5 separate regions of the Mus musculus genome follow, and regions 1, 3, 4 and 5 are each linked to region 2. Evidence: chromatin contacts called from public capture Hi-C and promoter capture Hi-C data. All regions are on one chromosome and are shown on one strand. The core of a region is the stretch at or near the end of the contact, and the rest is flanking DNA. Distances in the headings are between cores, read along the strand shown. Region 1 holds the start of Trank1 (tetratricopeptide repeat and ankyrin repeat containing 1). Region 2 holds the start of Prss50 (protease, serine 50). Region 3 overlaps Klhl18 (kelch-like 18). Region 4 overlaps Scap (SREBF chaperone). Region 5 holds the start of Kif9 (kinesin family member 9).

Region 1 (2,700 bases), core at 137-2,636, 450 kb before region 2:
TTTCCTCAAAATCAAAAAGGTGCCTTGCACGGGAAAAGCTGAACACTGGGTAGCTGGGGATAAATCCGGGTGTAAGGGACCGCAGAGCCTCTGGCTTTCCACTCATCCTCTCTAGCTAAAGATGCAGTGATTGCGACAGTGCTAACTGAGCTGAAGCGGGTCCCCAGGCTGCAGAGCTCACGGACTCCCTTGCCCTCCTTTCTAAATTTTGCTTTTTCTTTTTTTCCAAGTTGCACATCTCCCTAAGAACTATCCCCAGGCAGCCTCTCTCTTGCCTGCCTCGGTGAAACGCCCCCAGCAGAGAGCAGAGTCCCCCCCAGCGGGGCCCGCGAGCCCTCCGCGGCGGGTTACAAGTGCGCAGAGCCCGCGAGTGCAAGAGTGCGGGGGTTGGGGGCCCGAGGACGAACCGGGCTGAGCCGGGCCGAGCAGCAGGCTGAACCCGCGCTCCTGAGCAAACCGCCCCGCGACTCGGGTCGGCGGCGGAGGGTGGGCCGCGGAGGCCGCAGGGATGGAGGACCGAGGCCTCCCCCTCCAGGGGGCAGCCCGCGCCCCGCGCTCCCCGCCGATGCCGCGCCGTCATCCCCGCGCGGCTCCGCACACCTCGAGCCAAGCTGTGCGGCGAGGCGCGTCCGCCGCGGTGTGGCCCGGAGGCCCCTCCGGGGGGTGGGGGAGGATGGGGGTGGGGGTCCCCGCAGGGAAAGCTCCGCCGGGCACCGCTGCCCGCCCGGGCCGTGTCGCCCCGCGCGCCTTCCCGCGCCAGGCCGCGGTCGAGGGAGGGAGAAGGGGGGAGGGCAGACAACCCCGCGGGGCCTCGGGGACTCGGGGCCCGCAAAGCCCCAGACGCCCCCCCCCCAACCCCCGCCAGCTACGCACCTTGCCGCGCGCGGGTCCCACATGGCCGGGACTCGCCGCCGCCGCCTCGGGATGCGCGCAGGTGACACCGAGGCCCCGCGTTCCGAGGCCGGGGCCAGGCGGAAAGCTGCTTCCCGCGGCTCGTGCGGGACCGGCTGCGGGAGCGCCGCGCAGGCCGAGTCCGTGCTCCCACGCGGCTGCGGGGGCCCGAGAGCCGTCACGTATCGCCTCGCGGCGGGAGACGAAGGTGTCGCCTTTGCTCCGAGGAGAGTGTCGCGTCCCGCACCGCCGCGCGGGAGAGGCCCGCGGCGTGGCGGCCCGGCCTCCGGGGCCGAAAGCTTCGCGCCGGGCGCGCGGGACCGCGGCGTGGGGCCCCGTCTCGAGCTGCGTCTCCTCGGAGGCCAGCGGCGGCCCGCGGTCGTGGAAGCCATGGCTCGGCGAGCTCGCGGCGGCGCGCTCCCCTCGGGTCGTCCCCTCAGACGCCGACGTCGCACTCACCGCGCGCCCGACGCGCCGTTCCTGGAGGTCGGGAGCAGACCGGGCAGCGAAGCTCCGAGCAGCGCGACGCTCGTCGCCTCCGTCATTTGCCGAGTTCCTGTCACGCGGGCGGGAACCGTCCAGGCGCCTGGCAGAAGGGCCGCGAAGTCGTGAGGGTGAGGCGAGGTGGCTCCGAAGCTCTCCTGAGCCGGGATGCGTGCTCGCCCCCCGCCGGGTGGTCCTCGCGACTGAGGGGACAGGAGTCACGTTCCCACCCTCCAGGGGCCCGGGACCCAATCAGAGGGCGCGGCCGCTGGCACGCTGCCTCCTGGTGGCTCATGGGCCTCCTGGGCCAGAGCCCAGGGCGCGTCGAACAGCGGAAGACAGGAGCCGGCCGGGGGAGGCGGAGGGACGAGGCCAGGAACACCGCGGTCCTTCCCAGCTCCTCCAGGGGAGTCGGAACCAGTCAGCCCTGACCAGCAGCCTCCTTCTGGCCTTCTCTCAATTCGACCCCCATGCCACCACACACGCACTCACGCACACACACAAATGTGAGGCGCCATTCCCCCTCAAAACCCTTGGGTGGCACCCCACTGCCTAGGGCTGAGCCTTTAGGCTCCTCAGTGTTAGCCTAGGGTCCCGGACACAGTGCTCCCACAAACGCTTGAACTCCAGTCATACCCCCACCCTGGTGGGATTTTTAAAACGCTGGTGGATGCCTTTGCTTCTGATTTCTTATGGCATATATCTCCAGGGTGCAATTTTTAAAGCTTTCCAAGACATTGTATCAAGTAGTAGAATTTGAAAGGCTTGCTGTCATGAGACATTGCTAGACCTTTCATTTTAAAGAGATTTTATAAAACCTTCTCAGCTCTAACATGTTTGGTACACCACCAGCAACAGCACCACCACCACCACCACAGCCTCATCATTTCCACTTCCAAAAGGCCTAGTGGGTTTCCTACGTCAGAGTAAGGCTAGTGGGTTTCTTATGTCAGAATAAGGCAAGAGATTGTGGAGGCAGTACAAGAATAAAATGTGCATCTGTGCTTTTCTGTCCATTTCCATAGCATTGACCTCTAATGTGGACTATACTCTTCAAAATCATCACATAAGTAGATCTTGCTTTTCAAAATCACTTCAACTATTATCAAAATGAGGTGTTGGTGCTGTTAAAAAAAAAAAAAAGCAATCCCCTGCTGCCCTCCTATCTAACAACCCTTTGAGTCTTTCCATGCTTATTTAATTGCTCTGTTCATGTCTGTAAACGTGTTTGGTTGCTACTTGGAATACTTCTTCCCAGTTTCATACACTATCCCTATCTGGTAAATACTTTGAGGCTGCGTACCAAAAGACCTTTATATTTGGTAT
Region 2 (2,700 bases), core at 84-2,583:
CAACCACAGACAATTGTTTATGTGAAAGTATACTGGTTAAGTTTAATTGCCAGCTTGACACATGGGAAAGAAAAGCCTACACTGATAAATTGTCTAAATGAGATTGGCCTATGGGTAATTCGTTGGGGGCGGGGTGAGGGTTGTCTTGATTATTAATTATGCTGGATGGCACAGCCCTCTGTGGAGTGGCACTATCCCTAGGCAGGTGGGCCTGGGCTATATGAGAAATCAAGCTAAGCACGGTCCCGTGAGTGAGTGTGACAGCAAGCAGCCCTCCTCCATAGTTTCTGCTCCAGGTTCTCACCCTGGCTTTCCTCAGTGATGGACTGTGACCTGGAAACTTAAGGAAAATAAAGTCCCCACCCCCAAGTGGCTCTATCACACCAAACAGCAAGAAAATTAAAACACCAGGTGTGCTCTGCAGACCCCACAAGAAGTCTCACACAGGCCTCTTGGAGTTACACTGTGGGTTCCCGGATGGAAACCTGAGACAGGGGCAAGCTAGATCAAAGGAGGACCTGCAGTGGCCAGAGAGGCATCTGGCCAGCAGCCAGCTCTGAGTACCCCGACAGCACCCCCAAACTCAGCATTTCCAGCACGAGCTTTGACTTTCCTCAGCCTGCCCCCATCACCAGGATGGAAGGCCCATAAGCAAAGGACCCTGAAGGCAGGCCCAAGGCCTGGCCCACCCCACATGCTCAATAAACACTTGTACAGGGACGTTCCCTTCTGCTTTTCCTTCTATCTACTCTTCCTTTGGGTCCTTGATACCTCGACCCTTTGACCCTAGAGATCAAAAAATCCGTCAGAATTCCCTGACCTCCCCTGCCCAGTACTCACAGGGGAGGTTGCTGGAATGAACCGTCTTAAGAACGGACCCAGTAGTGTCCATCATGCCGAGAGTCCCCACCGTTTTCAGTGGAGCCATGGTCTGTGAGTTCGGTGGAGCCGTCGTGGTCTGGTTAGTCTGGGCTTGCCGAGGAAGGCGAAGCCTGCCTGAGGGACAGATGCCTCTGGAGCCACAGGAGACCCCGGGTCCGGTCGGGACGGTGGTGGACAGCGTCCCCGGGGATGCTCCTGCGGCCAAGTAGCCTGTGGAAGGTCTCCAGCGAGTCAGAGGTGGCCGCGGGTGGGCGTGCCGGGGAGGGCGTCGGGGGCGGATGCGCTCACCTGCCGGCCGCCGAGGCAGGAGCAGCAGCAGCAGCAGCAACAGCAGGAGAAGGGCGCGGGAGCGGGAGCGGGAAGCCCCAGGCACACGGGGACCCTGAGGGCCCTGCCCACGGACCTCTGCCCCGCACCAGGGCTCCATTGCGCCGCTAGGTTCCTCCACAATGGCGCCCTCCATCGGGCGCCTCATGGTGCGCTGGTGCCCAGCCTGCGTGGCGCCCCCTAGATGCCATTCGCTGGGGCGCTCCCGCTAAAGGCGCGCAAGGAGTGTCTGCCTTGTGTCTTTCCTCAGACTCCTGGGCCCTTTCTCTGGGTCCCTATGCCTCGCCTCAGCTAATTTCTAAGCTTCCGTGCTTTCTCCACCAGCAGCCGCAGCAGCGAGAGGAAGGCCATCCCCGACGTGTCGATACCCCTACCCTCCTCTGCCGGCATCCATGCCTTCCTCCTTGAATGCTAACAGCGCAGGCCGTTGTCTCAGGGCACTGATGAAGCAAAGTAATGTGTTCGTTAGGCTGGTCTCGAACTCACAGCAATTCTACCTTGGCCTCCCAAGTGCTGGGAAATAGGTATGAGTCGCCAAGCTTGGCTTCAATGACAATTTTTAAAGGCTGAAATATTTGAAGCAATGTGCTCTCTAGAGCCACTTACTCGCAGTGGGAGCCATAAGGGAGAAGTGCAGTGTCCATCGGTCAACGGTGAGAATAGGAGTTCACTATGTTTGGGCTTTTGAGGAACATGTTAATGACTCAGCAACATAGTTAATAACATTTAAAAAGTAATGTACTCAACTCCTGGGAGCCTTGGTGCAAGGAATTGTATATTTTTAGCTTAAGAGACAAAGTCTGTTCTTATCAAGGTCTTGGTTCTTGGGAGAGACACCTGAGCAGACGATTTCATGTTCCTATCTGGGAGAACAAAAGCAATCACTGCTGCCACATTTCTGCTTCCTGGTGGAGGAAGGGGAACTGTCGCTCTTAGCCAGCAGACCCGAGGTCACTGATGGAGTCACTGAAGCACACCAGGAGGCCCGGATACAGTCACTTCACAATCTCCAAGCAGGGACCTACATCACTCACCCCTGCCAGCAACAGAGGAGGAACTGGCTGGGATCAGGAACCCCCCCCCCCCTCAGGGGAAAGTTAGGGGTTGGCAGAGACATGAAGGCAGCAGAACACAGATGGTAGAGTCAAGTCTCTCATCTGACCTTAGGAAGTCTCCTAGAAGGAAGTTAGTTCTTACAGGAAGACACAGGGAGGGGGCCTTGGGAATATGGGAGCCACTGAACTGCTAGGTTCACAGAGCAGGGACTTCAAGTCCCAGTCAGCAAGAGTGAAAGCTACAGGCTGGATAGCTGTACCAGTGGTTAAAAGTGTGTGCTGCTCTTTCAGAAGACCTGAGTTTGATTCCCAGGAGCCACACCTGATGGCCCATAACCACTTGCTACTCCAGCTCTAGGGGAAATCTGCCACTCTTGCCCCCATGCACGCACATAAATGTAATTTTTAAAAAAAAAAAAAAAAAGAGGAAATTCTA
Region 3 (2,700 bases), core at 59-2,558, 400 kb after region 2:
ATTATTATTATTGATATGGAGTTTCTCTGGGTAATCCTGGTTATCCTAGAACTCACTTTGTAGACCAGGCTAGCCTCAAACTCCGAGGTCCACCTGCTTCTGCCTCCTGAGTGCTGAGATTAAAGATGTGTGCCACCATGTCCCCTCCTCACTTTTTTTTTATTTATTTATTATATGTAAGTACACTGTAACTGTCCTCAGATACTCCAGAAGAGGGCATCAGATTTCGTTACGGATGGTTATGAGCCACCATGTGGTTGCTGGGATTTGAACTCGGGACCTTCGGAAGAGCAGTCGGCGCTCTTAACCACTGAGCCATCTCGCCAGCCCCCCCCCCCTCACTTTTTGGTGGAGTATACTTTAAAACACTGCCAGACCCTCAGGCTGAACCTGGTGTATTTGAGAACACTTGCCATCCATTTCCCAGCCCTGTGGATTTGTGAGGCTCATTTCTGCTTCTAACAAGCTGATCAAGGTTCCTCTGTCAGTGTTGTGGGCTGGTGGGCAGATCACCAGCATTGAAGAAAAAGACCCCCCTCCCCTCCTTGACAGTTCCTTATACACTAGCCTGTTAGAAGCCATCTGAACAGAGAGCCTGGTATAGCTCACTTATTTCTTCAGGACTGATTGTATTGGTAGCCTTGAAGTCAAGCTGTCCACAGCTTGGCCCTTACCACACCTGCTGACCTCTCAGGTGATGCTGGAGAGCATCACACAGTAAAAAAAAAGAAGGCTAATGACAGAGGACTGACTATGGTGACACATGCCTATAATCATAGTGTTTGGGAGACTGAAGCAGGAGGATTACTCTGAGTTGAAGGCAGCCTAGGCTAAAGTTGTTGGCCAGCTAGGGCTATATAGCAAGATCTTGTCTCTGAGATTAAAGGCATGGTGGTGATACTTATAACCCTAACACTAGGGAGGCTGAAGCAGGAGACTCACAAGTCCACCTGGGCCTCACTTACACAGCAAGTTCAAGGCCAGCTTGAATTTGAGACTGTTTAACAAAAAGGCAGGTCCTGGGGATTAAATGCCTTTATCTCAGGCTCAGCCTTTCTGCATTCTACAAAGGAGGAAGCACTTTGTGTAGAGTCAGTGTTGAATTCCACAGACTGCAGATAAGTTTTGCTGATTTGGCTAAGAGAGTCCATGAGCATGAGCAGGAAATGGAGAGGGATTCGGTTAGAGGTGTTGGTTTGTCTTAGCAGAGCTCATATAGATTTATTGAGGGAAGCATTGAGAGGAGCTGAGGGAGGCATTCCCAGGGCTGAGGTCTTAACTGAGAACTGCTGCTTCCTCTTTCTGGAGGACTGGCCCACTTCCTTCTTGGTATTTGTTCCCTGTGAAAGGTCAGATAGTAACTGTTTTGGCTTTGTGGGCCGTCAGTCACTCAACAGCTGCTGAGCTTTGTCAGTTTGCAGAGTGACTGAGCAGTGTGTACAAGGCCACAGGTTCAATTCCTAGCATCACACAGGAAAACAAACCAAGGTATGAGCATAATATGGACCATATCTGGACACCGACATTTGAATTTCTTTCCACTCTGGTATCCAGTGTTATCAAAGCCAGTGTTAACAGAGGTGTTAGGCCACCCTGGTGAGGAGGGCATGACAGAACACAGCCCCTCACCTCATGGTTCATAGGAAGCAGAAATTGGAAGAGGAAGAGGCCAGGACAAGACACTGTCCCTAGGGACACACTCCTCCAGCTAGGCCTTCCCAGATAGTACTGTGAGCTCAGGACCAGACTTTTAGCACAGGGGCCGTGGACCATGCTTCACATCTCGTTCACAGCATCCTGAGATGTCAATGCTTCTTCTAGCTTTTATTCCTAGCCACCTAAAAGTGCAAAACCTTATTGTTACTCACAGACCATACCAAGACAGGAGACAGGACAGAAAAGTAAGTGTGTGTGTGTGTGTGTGTGTGTGTGTGTGTGTGTGTGTGTGTGTGTGTGTGAGAGAGAGAGAGAGAGAGAGAGAGAGAGAGAGAGAGAGAGAGAGATTGATTGATTGATTTATAACAAGGTCTCTCCATGTGACTTCAGCTACCCTGGAACTCAATAGGTAGACCAGGTTGGCTTCAAACTCAAGACATCTGCCCACCTTTGCCTTCCAGATACTGGAACTAAAGATATGTGCCACCACACCTGGCTCCTGGACTTTTTTAGACAGGATCTTACTACATAGCTGAAACTATTTCTGAAATGTACTATATGCTTAGTCCACTCTGGCCTCAAACGTAAAACCCTCCTACCAGGCTGGCGATGTAGCTCAGGGGTAAAGTACTTGTCTGACATGTACAAGCCCCGGTTCAATCCCCAATACCAGAAGAAAAAATACCTTAAAAATATTCAGTAACTAGCTCTTGCCATTCATGGCTGCCGAAAGGAACACAGTTCTTAAAGATGCACATAATGATTCTGAAAGCTTGATCCTCTTAGCAGCTTCTAAGAAAGGAAATCAGCTGTAACTGGAAAGTCCAAACCACTTCTAACAAAACCACAGCAGGCATGCATGCTGTTTGGTTTATACAAGGAGTGGACACAGCACCTCTGCCCGAGTGAAGCCCTGCCGTCATACACCCTGAAGACTAAGCCCTGGATCTGTGAGCTCCAGGTTCAGTAAAAGAGACTATCTCAAAAAAAAAAAGACACTCAACATCAACCTCTGGCCTACACACACACAGCACACACACACAC
Region 4 (2,808 bases), core at 198-2,697, 510 kb after region 2:
TTCACGAGGCCACCTTATATCAAGCCCCTCATTTTACAATGTCACAGTCAGTTTTCAGGCTTCTATGAGGCCTGTGAAAAAAAAGAAACACAAGTTCCCATGGCTTTTACTACAGACCTTGCCACACAGCCGGCAAGTAACAAGGGATCCGAACATGAGAAAATGACAAGAGAAGCAAGCATATGAGACAACCCGTAGAAGGTGTCCAAGGAGTTGTTCAAACAAACGCACGTTACCCTGCAGTGCTCAGACTCTTGCTAGTAACTAACACTAAAGGGAAAATGCCTTTGAACGCTCTACGATGCAGCTCCAGAGAGTATCGTTACTAAGCTCCCACTACATAAAAATACACAGCATCCAAGAGCTCCATCAGTTAGGTTTAGTGTCGACTGTCACCCCACACTGTTCTACCACGTAAGGGACAAACTGAAAGCATACCAGCAGGCTAAGATGCAGAGTCCTGTGAAGAGGATGATGGGAATTGGATAGGATGCGCAGAGCAGCCCATGGTTGTAGAAGGCCTGAGATATCTTCTCACGAAGCCTTTCAGTCAGGGTCATCCTCGGCTAAGTCACCTTGTTGCCATCCCGGAAAGTGACCATGGATCAGCCCGGAAGATGCTGGATATCACTTACAGCAGACATCATCTGCAGGCACCTAACCAGGAAGGAGAAAAGTAATATAACATTAAGTATTTGGGAGATGGAGAGATGGCTCAGCAGTTAAAAGAGTTCTGGCTGCTCTTCCACAGGACCCAGGTTCAATTCCCGGACTCACATGGAAGCTCACTCCACTTCCAGGGGATCTGAGACCCTCACACACAGACATACATGCAAACAAAATGCCAATGCATATTAAAAAAAAAAAAACCCTAAGTACTTGGTTCTATACACCAGGACTGCTATGGGGAGGGGGCAGTTATGTGGCTAGAGCCTGGTTTCAGAATATGTAGAGTCTGGAAATGCGAGTCTCAAATAGGCATATGCACACGCACAACCTTGGTACCTTTGTAAGTGACTGCTCTCTCAATGCAGGACCTAGCTCTCTGTAGGAACTAAGGGAAAGGAGCTCACGGTGAAAACTGCAAGTTCCTCATTTGTGTTGCAGTGAGAACAGAAGCTAGTGTTAAAAAGCAAATTAAGGGTTAGCATAGCACAGTCTGGAAGAGTGAGGAAGTTAAGTCAGTGGGCTTATAGTTGGGTATGAGATAACCAATCTAGACAGATAAGATGGGGCTCTTGGCCAGCTTTCTACTCCAACCCCCGGAGCAATTGAGAAATACGTGTAAAACACCATTATCCTTTCAAATGTCTTATTTCTAATGCAGCTAATCATAAAAACAGACTGCATTTTAAGCAAGGATGGCATCTAACAAGAAGCTCCTGCCCAGAAACCACCTCAGAGCACCCCACAGACAAGGAGCTAACCATGAGGAAACCAAGAAAGACTGCAGCTCCAGATGGTGGCTGGGGTAAGACGCAGCGCTCCGCCATCCCTCAAATGTGAACACACTGCTTAGTTTCATTAACAGCACTTAAGACATCTGCGAGGCTGGAGGGTAGGAACACAGGCTAAGTGACAGTCAGTGTGAGTAACTGACAGCTGCTGAGGGACAGAGAGGGGCTTCAGTCACTCCTGACTGAGAGCAGCACATGGACAGTGACTGCAAACCTAACTCCTGGGGCAGGCCAGGGGGACACTTGTGGATCCTGTGGACCCCCCCCACTGGCTCCACCCACAGTAGCCCAGAGAACTGCCAATCTCACAGCAGTTCCCTTGGTCTTCATGTAGCCTTCCTCGTAGCCCTGTAAGCCTCTCTCCCATGAAGCTCAGTGGCTTCCTCCTCTCTTGAAAACCCCTCTTTCAGGAGTTTCTATCACTTTTCCTTAATTTCTCATATTTTTTTCAATTTCTTACCTTTCTGTAATAATTGTTAATAAAGCTTGTTTCTATTTTGCAAATTCCAAGAGTCCACCTCTTTAATTTTCAACAGCATGAGACTATGAACTTGGAGCAACTGTTCCAAATGATCTTTAGTGGCTATTGAGTGCCGGCTCAATAGGTCACTTGGTCACAAACAACATGGCTGTGAGGTCCTATGGCTCTCTGATACTGAATCACTCTCAGTCCAACCAAACAAGCCTGAGAACTTCCTCTCTAGCCCAGAGTTCTCGATTCTCAACCATTTTCCATCTTAAGAGTTTTGTTTTTGCTTTTTCAGATGCTAGGTATCAAACCCAGGGCCTTACAAATGCCCAGCAAGTGCTACCCATGACCCACATCTCCCAGCCCCATATTAGGCATCTGTAAAAGACCACCCCCCAAGGGCATATGCAAGCATGCCTATAGAACACATAGCACCTTCAGCTGCTCTGCCCAATGAGTTCTGAACATCCTCCCGGTCCTCTTCTGTGCACAGGCCAGACTTAGAGAAAGCCTTAGAGAAACCTTGGCAAAGAAATAGGCACCCCCAAAACACATTCCTGAACAGATTACTAGGAAAGACTGTTCAGTGGGATCTGTCCTCAACATAAGACACCAGAAAGTTAGGGCCCTGAAATACCAGGCATCGAAGTAAACTTACACAAAGGCGGTAGGACTGGCTTACAGCCTCTGTTCTTGGTTCACAGTTGCTCCTTAGGAGCAAGAACAGATAAGCCCTACTATTCCTGCCTGCTGTCAGCTGTCTCCTTTTAAAATAATAGCAGCCCAGTGGAACTCACAGGTTCCTACTAGGTCCACAGGGCCTGCCTGCCTATCAGTCAAAGTCCACCACCTTGACTCTGGCCATAGCAGCGGGGCCTCACT
Region 5 (2,700 bases), core at 193-2,692, 380 kb after region 2:
TACAACTTCCAACGCGCGCGTGCACATGCAGCCCCCCCATCCGACCTTTCCAGGGTCCTCCGGATGCTCATGCCGCCGAGCATCCCTGGAGTCATGCGCAGTTGGCAACAAGCCTTTCCGAGGGTCTATACTCCTCTCGGGAGCCCACTAGCCAACAGTGCCGCGGAAGGAAGCACATGCCATTTCGCACTTACTGAGGTACTGCTTGCTACCGTTCTTATGCCGCTTCATTTATGTGGGCTTCAGCTCCCAAGTCAAATTACAAGCTGCTTGAGGATAAGGGTCGTGCCGTTTACCTCTTGTGATGCCCCCCACAAGGTCCAGAACAGCGCCCAGCACACACCAGGTGCTCAAGAAATGGTAGTTGATGGTGATACTCATGGCTGGAAGTCAGAGGGTGACTGAATCTCCATAGGTGGGTCCACCATCTTCAGCCACTACTGAGAGAGTGCCAAGGTATGTGATATGTCACTCCCCTCCCACACTACTCTAATCCCTGAACTTGCAGCGTTCTGGGGAGGATACTTCATTTCCCAGTACAAGAAGCCATGCTCAGTCTCAAGATACCCTCCCATTAGGTAGTGTTTTTTCCCCCTCAGGATGGAATACTCCCAGAAATCTGAACACAGTCCTTACATACTTCACATAATAAAGTGACTCTGACGAGCCACCAGGAGACCTCTGTGCTGAGAGAGTCAGTGTTTCTCCATTTGTTTTGGGCTTGGGAATGAGCAGGATATACATTAACACCCACGAAGGCTTGACAAGAAGTCAATGGGATTACTCATAGGCACTAGGCGTTCATACCTACCATGCTCTTACCTCGATCAGGGATAAAGACTAAGAAACAAACACCCTTTAAACCCACAACACTGGGTCCTACTGCATCTCAGCATGAGATGAACCCAAAGTTTGCACCCAGGCAAAACTGGCCACTCTCCTATTTCTCACCCAGTGTGTGGAATGCTTTTCTAAAATGTGTGTGACAGATTGCCTTGGTCCCATTCCTGTGCCCCTCTAGAGGGTTTTCCTCTTCGGTAGTTAGAAGGCTCTAAGTGATGACACCGTGTCTTAATGATCTCTGACACTCAAACTCACGCCCTCTCCGTCTAAGGCAAGTCGTGGGACCTCAGTGGAGACTCGTGGGACTAAGGAACATCAGAAACTCCTAGCTCCCCTAAGCTGCGACCAGGTTGAAAGGAGCATCTCCAGGGGTGTCTCCGATTTTTTTTTTTTTTTCACAAATAAAAGAACCAAAGGAGTTAGGAACCCAGCCACTGACAGCAGCTGGGAGGATATCCCCACCAGGTTTCCCTTTTACCTAACGCCACCGGCTCGTGACCACTGCTCACCTCGCGGGGCAGTGGCGCTCGGGTAGAGCGACCGCTAGAACTGCAGCAACTTGAGGGAGCTCTGTTCGCAACCAGGACAGCTAGCCGACTGGCTGTGTACACAGTCGCCATGGCAACAGGAAGCCTGCAGGGATTACGGAAGTAGTGTAGGGTGGTGGCGGAATTTAAGCCCACATTTCTCCGTTAAAGATACAGGGAAAGTCAGAGCTGAACAAAGAAGACAGAGATGGAGTCAATTAACCTGGAAGGCTTAGAGTAGCTGTATATGCGAAGCCTGAGTTTGAGTTACGGGGGGAAAAAGGCTATGTATAAACCAGGAAGCGGGGCAGCGAGACTTCCGGTGTCGAGGACTTTGTGGGTACGGTGGCCGCGCAGGCCAGTGAGATTCCGGCTTCGCGTTCTGGGCAGCCTTCAGCGTGAGCCCTTGCCCCGCCCTGGTTAGTGTGAAGCCTGCTGGCCAGGCCTGCGCAGTTGCGGCGGCCGGGGAAGATGGTGGAGGACGGCGCGGAGGAGCTGGAGGACTTGGTGCATTTCTCCGTGTCGGAGTTGCCTAGTCGCGGCTACGGCGTCATGGAGGAGATCCGGCGGCAGGGCAAGCTATGCGACGTGACGCTAAAGGTACCATGGTCTGGGCGGTGGCTGGCTGAGGGGAAAGGGACTGAGCGGGAAGAAAAGGGTGGTGGACAGGGGAAGAGTGGTCCAGCCGACTGTGGGTGGAGAAAGGTTAGAGGGGAACAGAGTAGTAGAGAGCGGTGCCAAGCGCAGAGGGGGAAATGAGGCCAAGTTGGGAGAGTAAAGGGGACAGCCGTTCAGCCATTGGAAGGAAAGATTGAGAGGTGTGCCTCTGACGCCCTAAGAGCAGGAGACATTGGGGTATCCGCCTCCTTTTCTGTCATACAGAAAAGAGAAAATGTTCTTACAGGCAGACCATGGAGGAAGGGGCGGTGGCTGACTCCACATTCCGATGGGTACCACTAAGACATCCTATCTTGTCCTAAAGTCATTTCTTTGGGCTCCTTGAAGTTGGCTGTGCTGTTGTAAATGCTAAGCCTTCTCTTCAGGAGTCATTGCTTGCCCTTGGCGCTTTTAGAATCGGATCTGGAAATCTTTTGATGTGGGCTACTCTCTTCCATGCTGGAAAACAATCTACTGTCACCACCTTAAAAGGTCCTGGAGGCCAGGCTAAAGGACTGTTTGGGGAGAGGGATATTTTTGCCACCTGTTCCCATCCAGCATTCTGGTCTGGTGTCAAGGGCCAGTGCCCCCTGTGCTTTGAGTCGTGCAGGGCTGCACCTTGGTGCCCTGCTGAGCCAGGTAGATCCCTCCAGGTGGGGATACTGCCTGCCTG

What was found. Promoter capture Hi-C pulls out the DNA fragments that hold promoters and counts their contacts. Capture Hi-C pulls out chosen DNA fragments and counts their contacts.
Region 1: a capture Hi-C map of embryonic stem cells shows a contact between it and region 2, with 2.4 times the contacts expected there. The contact joins the promoter of Trank1 here to the promoter of Prss50 in region 2. A contact is called at or near these places in 1 of 39 promoter capture datasets (embryonic stem cells) and 1 of 9 other capture datasets (embryonic stem cells).
Region 3: a contact with region 2 is called in a promoter capture Hi-C map of liver. The contact joins the enhancer-like site here to the promoter of Prss50 in region 2. A contact is called at or near these places in 7 of 39 promoter capture datasets (cranial neural crest, embryonic stem cells, hippocampal neurons and 4 more), 1 of 484 Hi-C or Micro-C datasets (cerebellum) and 3 of 9 other capture datasets (adipose tissue, liver and pancreatic islet).
Region 4: a contact with region 2 is called in a promoter capture Hi-C map of the HPC-7 cell line. The contact joins the enhancer-like site here to the promoter of Prss50 in region 2. A contact is called at or near these places in 6 of 39 promoter capture datasets (the HPC-7 cell line, cranial neural crest, embryonic stem cells and 3 more) and 4 of 9 other capture datasets (adipose tissue, embryonic stem cells, liver and 1 more).
Region 5: a contact with region 2 is called in a promoter capture Hi-C map of embryonic stem cells. The contact joins the promoter of Kif9 here to the promoter of Prss50 in region 2. A contact is called at or near these places in 7 of 39 promoter capture datasets (cranial neural crest, embryonic stem cells, hippocampal neurons and 3 more), 3 of 115 datasets of contacts at active chromatin or transcription factors (double positive thymocytes and embryonic stem cells) and 3 of 9 other capture datasets (adipose tissue, embryonic stem cells and liver).

The regions. Positions count from the first base shown.
Region 1 is chr9:111,310,425-111,313,124 of GRCm38.p6, reverse strand. Trank1 (tetratricopeptide repeat and ankyrin repeat containing 1) reads right to left here and starts at 1,386. Exons shown (of 22, transcript NM_001164659.1): 1 at 874-1,386. The coding sequence starts at 1,283.
Region 2 is chr9:110,856,600-110,859,299 of GRCm38.p6, reverse strand. Prss50 (protease, serine 50) reads right to left here and starts at 1,333. Exons shown (of 5, transcript NM_146227.4): 1 at 841-1,333. The coding sequence starts at 1,309.
Region 3 is chr9:110,457,954-110,460,653 of GRCm38.p6, reverse strand. The region is part of intron 1 of Klhl18 (kelch-like 18); the gene reads left to right. Among named protein-coding and RNA genes, the nearest start is that of Klhl18, 17 kb to the left of the region's middle. Within about 2 kb of position 1,308, at least 132 of the 459 cell types and tissues checked have an H3K27ac peak or open chromatin away from gene starts, as enhancers often do. A contact at or near this core is called in adipose tissue and liver, where this site is marked.
Region 4 is chr9:110,350,795-110,353,602 of GRCm38.p6, reverse strand. Scap (SREBF chaperone) reads right to left here. Exons shown (of 23, transcript NM_001001144.3): 2 at 439-657. The coding sequence starts at 560. Among named protein-coding and RNA genes, the nearest start is that of Scap, 19 kb to the right of the region's middle. Within about 2 kb of position 1,447, at least 43 of the 459 cell types and tissues checked have an H3K27ac peak or open chromatin away from gene starts, as enhancers often do. A contact at or near this core is called in the HPC-7 cell line and liver, where this site is marked.
Region 5 is chr9:110,475,736-110,478,435 of GRCm38.p6, reverse strand. It overlaps Kif9 (kinesin family member 9), which reads right to left and starts at 1,442. Exons shown (of 21, transcript NM_001163569.1): 1 at 1,322-1,442. Klhl18 (kelch-like 18) reads left to right here and starts at 1,742. Exons shown (of 10, transcript NM_177771.5): 1 at 1,742-1,970. The coding sequence starts at 1,842.